2 separate regions of the Xenopus tropicalis genome follow, and region 2 is linked to region 1. The links are chromatin contacts, called in public Hi-C maps. All regions are on one chromosome and are shown on one strand. The core of a region is the stretch at or near the end of the contact, and the rest is flanking DNA. Distances in the headings are between cores, read along the strand shown.

The links. Hi-C and Micro-C count contacts between places; a contact is called where the count stands out from the background.
Region 2: a contact with region 1 is called in a Hi-C map of brain, with 2.6 times the contacts expected there. The contact joins the enhancer-like site here to the promoter of cenpf in region 1. A contact is called at or near these places in 2 of 5 Hi-C or Micro-C datasets (brain and gastrula embryo).

What each region holds. Positions count from the first base shown.
Region 1 is chr5:13,499,557-13,503,178 of UCB_Xtro_10.0, reverse strand. It overlaps cenpf (centromere protein F), which reads left to right and starts at 1,598. Exons shown (of 20, transcript XM_002934692.5): 1 at 1,598-1,845.
Region 2 is chr5:13,581,123-13,584,744 of UCB_Xtro_10.0, reverse strand. It overlaps ptpn14 (tyrosine-protein phosphatase non-receptor type 14), which reads right to left. Exons shown (of 19, transcript XM_031903076.1): 13 at 1,247-2,718. Among named protein-coding and RNA genes, the nearest start is that of smyd2, 40 kb to the left of the region's middle. Within about 2 kb of position 2,069, at least 1 of the 11 cell types and tissues checked has an H3K27ac peak or open chromatin away from gene starts, as enhancers often do.

The DNA of each region.
Region 1 (3,622 bases), core at 349-2,848:
TCTCACTTTCCTAGAAAGTGCTCTACAAGAGTAACAATCAAACTCAGGGGTCGGGAACCTTTTTGGCTGAGAGCCATAAACACCACATATTTTAACATGTAATTCCATGAGAGCCATACAATGTTTGGCCGCGGATGCTACGGGGCAAGGTAGGGTGTGTGCCAAGGATGCCGGATGCGATGCAGAGGAGGGAGTGGCCTGCGCTTGGCAGATAGAAGACATGTTCTAAGGCTTAGAACACATCTATCCGTCGAGCGCAGGCCATGCCCATTATTTTTTTTATTAAAGGAACAGTAACACCAACACCCTGCGTTGCTACAACTGGTGTGTTTTCCTCAGAAAGACTACTATAGTTTATATAAGTAAGCTGCTGTGTAGCCCCGGGGGCAGCCATTCAAAGGAGAAAAGGTACAGGTTACTTAGTAGATAAAAGACAAACCCCCATTATATGGGGCTTATCTACTAGTTATCTGCTATGTAACCTGTGCCTTTTCTCCTTTTTTCCAGCTTGAATGGCTGCCCCCATGGCTACACAGCAGCTTATTTAGTAGCTTTTCTGTAGCAAAAACACCAGTTTTTTGCAGAGCAACAACACTTTAATTTTTTGATATTACAGTTCCTTTAAAGGTTTGGCAGTGACCCAGATGCAGCCATCAACAAGCCACATCTGGCTCCCGAGCCATAGGTTCCCTACCCCTGATCTAACTGGTCCTCGTTCACAGGGTTCCTGTCCCCGACTTCACTAGAGTAGATGATGACTCTAGGGCAATAATGGCTTTACTGGGGCCCTGTTAATCCCAGGCTCAGTGGACCTTCCACCTGAGACACACAGGCAGCCAAAGCAGAAGACCCACCATCCTGCTAAACACTATATTGGAGTGCAGAGGGAGTGCTCAACCCAAACAACCACTACATTCACGATACACGGGGTCTTTGCCCAGTAACGGTAAGACTAAGGAAGTTGTAGGGTTTAAAGCCATAGGGGCAGATTAACCCTATGGGGAGTGTGAGCCCTGTGGCTATGTGAAGTTGCCCACAGAGTGTAACAGAGCCCACCGGGCAATGGAGCCACACGGGCAACTGGATCCCCAGACGGCATTGTGCCCTCAGTTTTTGTAGAAATAGGCAAATTGCAGTGGGAGCTGTGGCTCAGCAGCCAAAGGGCCGCACATTGTCAACTAAACAGATAGCTTTTCAGTAGCTGACGCAGGGACCCCAGCACTGTCGCACTATAGTCGCCATTTTGCCGTAGTCTCCCCCCTTCCCCACGTTATCCAATAGCCCTTACTCCCCTGTAACTATAGCGCCAGTGCGCGGCCAATACGGTAACAAGTTTATATACTCGCTCCCGCTGCCTCTTGGTTTGTTACAGAGCCGCCATTACACACGCGTTCCTTCCACCCATCCACCATTTTTAAATTTACAGCGCTTGGTTTTGCGCCATCTTTTAAACACTCCTAAGCGCTCTCCTATTGGTCATCACCTCGCAACCCGCTACTAATCAGAGAAGACCCTGAGGCGATGGGCGGATCCAATAGTCAAGCTCCAACAGTTTCACGCTTCCAATTCAAACAGAAAGCCCCGCCCTTCCTATGCGTCAACACGACTATTAGCCAATCGGCAGAAGCCTATCGTGAACTTTCGCCAATGAGACGAGTCTGGCCGGAGTTCTCGACCAATCACCGAAGCGATTGCCTTCCCTATCCTCCGTGCTGTCTGGCTGCTGGTGTATGTGTTTTTGTTAGACGGCGCGGCGTTTGAATTGGGAAATGCGATCGCAGGGAAAACGGGGAATTATTTTTGTCGTGTAGCCGCCAACCGGGCCCCCGGATATCTGCTTCCAAGGTAAGTGCACATGCATAAAGGTCAATAAAAGGCACAGGCACTTATAGGGGTCTTAGGGAATATACAGAGCATGGCAAATAGCCCTTAGTATCCCACCTATGGGTCTTCAATAACATCAGGGGGCAGTGGATAAAAAGGAGGGGAACCAGTGTCCCCTTTACTCCTTTATGAGAATATTATACGAGTCGGGTTCACGACTAGTGCCACTAGCTGGTTTTGCTGGGCACAGTTGCCCCCCTGTAGGGCATCCATTTCTCTTCTATAAATAAACATATAGTTCCACCCACCTGATTGGCACCTGTACTTAGGGGCATATTGATCAAAGTGCAAAAATAAAGTTCAGAATTCCCCTGCTGTCTCTTGCTTTCTATGAGATTTTTTTTTGGGGGGGGGGGGGTTATATTTATTATTGATGGCCGAAAACGTTTTGTTAAATACCCTTGTAAAAATCCTATAGAAATGAACAGAGAGCGTCACTCCCTGATAAATATGCCCCAATGAGTGTTCACTGTACAAGTGTAACCCTTATTTGGCTGTAAAAGTCAAACTATCCAGCTAGTAATAGAGCATGGGGTACATGCGACTCTGATGCAACAGGATGGGCCTTCGCTAAATGTAAGGTGCTTATAGAAGGTGTTGTATAACTACACCTCCCACTGCCACTGTGTAGTGAAATGCTTAAATAAATTATTGAATGGACGCCAGGAGATCATGCAAACAAAGATAATGGTTTGTTTGTCCAAGACAAAGGTGGTAATGCAGGGCAAATCTCCCTGTTCACAGGCGACTAATCTCCCTAAAATGCCATCCCACCGGTGAAAATATGAATCGCGCCGCCGCGTATGCCATCCCACCAGCGATTTACATTTTTGCCGGTGGGATGGCAATTCGGGGAGATTAGTCGCCTGCGAACAGGGAGATTTGTCGCGGGCGACTAATCTCCCCGTGTGCCAGAGCCCTTACTCTCTCTCCTGGGTGGAGCAAATGAGCTGCTCTTTCTAGATAAGTTCTGGCTTCCTCACTTTCCTAGAAAGTGCTATGGTGTTATTTAACCTGTTCTAGCTTTACCTCGTTCACGGGGCCCTGTCCCCAACTTCACTAAGGGTATTTGTCCTCTTAGAGCCTAACACTTCTTGGCCTTGTGGATCCCAGGCTTCCTGGAGACATCCACTTAGGTCAGATGCTGCAGGCCAAGAAGAAAGATCCACCCCTTCCTTCCACACTACATTAAAGTGTGGTAGGGTCTGGTCTAGCCTTGGGCCAATAATCAGGTATATGTAAACACCAACTAGATACATTTATCCTGCCTAGTGACAAGGAAGAAAAGGTAGGGTTTAACACCATAGGGGAACATTAACCCTATGGGTCCCTACACAAGTCTAACTCATCCAGTGATACAAGTATCCCATGCAATATATATAGTAGTTTTACCTCTTGCTGAGCTACAACTCCCAGAAAGGTGGGACTTCTGGGTATTTATATATAGGCTCCCGAGGCCTTGAGCCTAGGGTGGCAGGCAACCTTAGGCGGGGGCTGGCTATATATTCAATAAAGTTTTGAAAAAATAAAAACCTTTCCCAGCCGCTGTCAGACCTACCAGTTGAAATATGGCGACGGAGTTGGGGGGTGAGGGGTCTGGCGCATTGTTTTCACCGGAACGGACATCACGCCACGTCTGCTGTCAGTGGGCAACCTGTGCCTTGGGTTACACTGGGCCTAAATACTTCTCTGATTCACAGAAAGCAGAATAAATCACATTACACTGCATTCAGCATTA
Region 2 (3,622 bases), core at 820-3,319, 81 kb before region 1:
AAATCCCAAAATGGAGAGCTGCTGAACAATTTAAATATGACAATATAAAAAAAGAAGACCAATTGCAAATTGTTTCAGAATAACAATCTCTACATGGCACTAAAAGTTAATTTTAAGGTGGACTACCCCTTTTCAATTGCCCTTTTAATGGTTTAAGGTATTAAAAGACAGCAATCCTTATGCCTTAGCACTGAAATCCTTTTTCTTTTTTAATATGTTATAGGATGGCTGATTCTTAGCAACTTTTCAAATGGTCTTCATTTTTTACTTCTTTTAGTTTTTGAATTATTTGATTTAATTATCTGCCTCTTTCCTGCTTTCAAATGGGGGTCACTGACCCCATCAGCCAAAAAAAATGATTGTTTTGTGAGGCTACAATTTTATTGTTATCGTTACTTTTTATTACTTATCTTTCTATTCAGTCCCTCTCCCATTTATATTCCAGTCTTTCATAGTTAGTTACAGAGGGTTGAAAAATAACCAGTCCATCAAGTTCAACGCTTCCAAGTAAACCTGAGTTCTAGGGTAATTTGGACCCTAGCAACCAGATAGCTGCTGAAATCCCAACATGAAGAGCAGCTGAACAATTCAAATATGACAATATAAAAAAAAGAAGAAGACCATTTGCAAATTGTTTCAGAATAACAATCTCTACATGACACTGAAAGTTAATTTTAAGGTGGACCACCCCTTTTCAATTGCCCTTTTGATGGTTTAACGTATTAAAAGATTAACCCTTCCACCCCATCTGTTCTGTCAGTGTATGACATGTTAAAGGTCTGTTTAATGTGGACCAGTGCAGTCCACATTATGTATTTAGTCAATATTATCATAAATTCCAACCTGTGGGTCTACAAGTACAAGTCACTCCCTTCCTGGTACTAAAAGCTGTACTAGAGGTTGAATATCTCTATGCTCTATGTCCTGTCCTGGAAGAGCCTACAAACCACTGTATTTTTGGTGGCTACAGAGAGCCCTAATGTTTCAGCCCATCTTTTCTAGCCTGGGTGGATTCAAACCACTTCTAACACATCCATACTCCCTACATTCCTTCACGGATACTTTTCCTAGGAGATTGTAACTCATCTATAGTTGATGGGAAAGCCCATAGTTACAAAAAACATCTATAATCCAATGTCTTTGTGTACAGAATCATGCCGAGGACTCTACATGCAACTAAAGATGGTAATAATCTGCAAGCACAGCCCTTAATTAGCCATAAATCTCTGCAAACCTTACTACTCACCCTCATCATTATTTCTCTTTCCACAATCACATCCTCAATGGAAAACATTTCAGACACCGGCCGTTCCTTCACCGGTTCTTTCTTGATCCTCTCTTTCACACATGTAAGGTCGGGTTCGGAAATAGAAGGCCCGAGGGAGGAGCCATTCATAGCTGCCGGTTCAGTTTTAGAGATACAGGCAGCCTGGCATGGCCTCTGGCTCATTGCTTTGGCTCTGGCTATAACAGAGGAAATATTTGAGGATTCGTGCCTCAGTGCTCCATTGCTAATACTTTTCCTAGGACCTGGATACTCTGGAGGTGGCTTCTTTGGAATCCGAGCCAATGCCGCTTGTAACTGAGCACTATAAGCCATTCCTTGGAGGGGTGATGTCGGAGATACAGATTTGTGGGGTTCTTCTTCCTCCTCGCTCTCACTACTAAGTATTAACATGGTGGCATCTGAAATGTTCTTCTTATGGTGGTACATTGGGAGCTGCTGAACCTCATGTGCTTTTTGCATGGATTCCTCTGTGGGGACCTGCTCCCGTAGCGTGTTTCTACGTGGAAGATGGGCATTCATTGTCTTTAAGGCCATGGCTTCCATTCCACGTACCATGTTTGTAATGACTTCAAAGCTGTGGCACTTGTTCACCGACGGGTGAGGTTTAACCATCATTAAGGGCTCGCTGACCTCTTGGAGAGACTGGTGCACTACAGGCGCGCTGTCCTCTTGGAATGTTTTAACCGACTGTTGAACTTTTCTGGTCACTAAATCAGGGCTGCTGCCGCTGACGCGTTTCTGCCGATGACTTGCTAAATCAGGGGTGCTGCTGGCAGGACGTGTAGGGGGATAGGGAGGTGGGGGCCTTGATAAGAAGTTCTTTAGCATAAGGGCTGCAGACTGAACAGCCTGCGGTGGTACATTTGCCAGTTCTGGTGTGCTGACCGTGTGGGAAATAGCTTTCGCTTGATTCGATGTCACCTTGGTTGGGTTTATTTGTTCAATGGGATTGATAAGGACATTGGTATAGGCTGTCTGAGGTACATATGGTGGGACATAGGCATGCCTCTCCTGAATTTCAGGTTGACTGTACACCAAGTTTTCCCGGTGCCTGTAAGCATGTGTATTGCCAATGTTAAGGTTTCTTAATGACTGACTTTGGCAATCCATGGGAATTATCCCTCTGTTCATTTGCCTCATTACAGTCTCATAGTCTGGCGTTGGGCGGTAGGAAGGCGCTATTATGGCGCTATGTCTGTAACTGGGGATATAGTCAGCCCTCATGATGTCGTTGCTTTGGATGCTCAGACTGGAGGACATGGGAGAAGCCTGAATGAAATTCTGTGAACGGTTCAAGGAGTTTATGCTGTGAGCACTGGAATCACTTCCGTTTACTAATGTGCCATTAATGAAATTAGGGTCCAGATACCGATCTAAACTGGTCTGGGACCTGTAATTAAATGCATCCTCGTTCATGTGGAAAATGTTGTCTGAAAGGAAAAGGGTTATAAGTTCAATACACGGTAGGATTACAAAGAGAGTTTTAAAAAAAATGAACATTAAGAGAGTTTTAAAAAAAAAAAAAACGAACATAAAAAGTAAAATGTAACTGCAATAGCAGAGAGATGGGGGAAGAGACATATGTGTAGCAGAGAGATGGGGAAAGAGACATATGTGTAGCAGAGAGATGGGGAAAGAGACATATGTGTAGCATAGAGTTGGGGAGAGAGACAGATATGTGTAGCAGAGAGATGGGGAGAGAGACATATGTGTAGCAGAGAGATGGGGAAAGAGACATATGTGTAGCAGAGAGATGGGGAAAGAGACATATGTGTAGCATAGAGTTGGGGAGAGAGACAGATATGTGTAGCAGAGAGATGGGGAAAGAGACATATGTGTAGCAGAGAGATGGGGAAAGAGACATATGTGTAGCATAGAGTTGGGGAGAGAGACAGATATGTGTAGCAGAGAGATGGGGAGAGAGCTAGAGAGGCATGTGAAGAGAAACTGTGAAGTGGGAAGAGAAGCAGAGACATGAAGAGACAAAGGCCTGAGACAGACACAGGGAGCAACATGGAGATGCCAAGTTAGAGACAGTGAAACAATGAAAAAAGATAAGAAAATGTAGTAAATATTTGAAGTGAGAGATATAAGTTAGAGCTATATAGAGAGTGTTGGGAGCAGGAGAGTTGAGGGGAAGAGATGGAAGACTTGCTTTCTGAAGCTCCATATTCTTCTATACCTCCTTTATCAGTTACATCTGAATGAAGATTATTTGGGGCGACATTTGGGTGGAACACATGCTAGGCCGAGGTTTGCAGACTCTTGATACAAACCCCATCACAAATTTTAACAATCCATTTGGATAAATGGAACTTAAGTGACCATACCCGG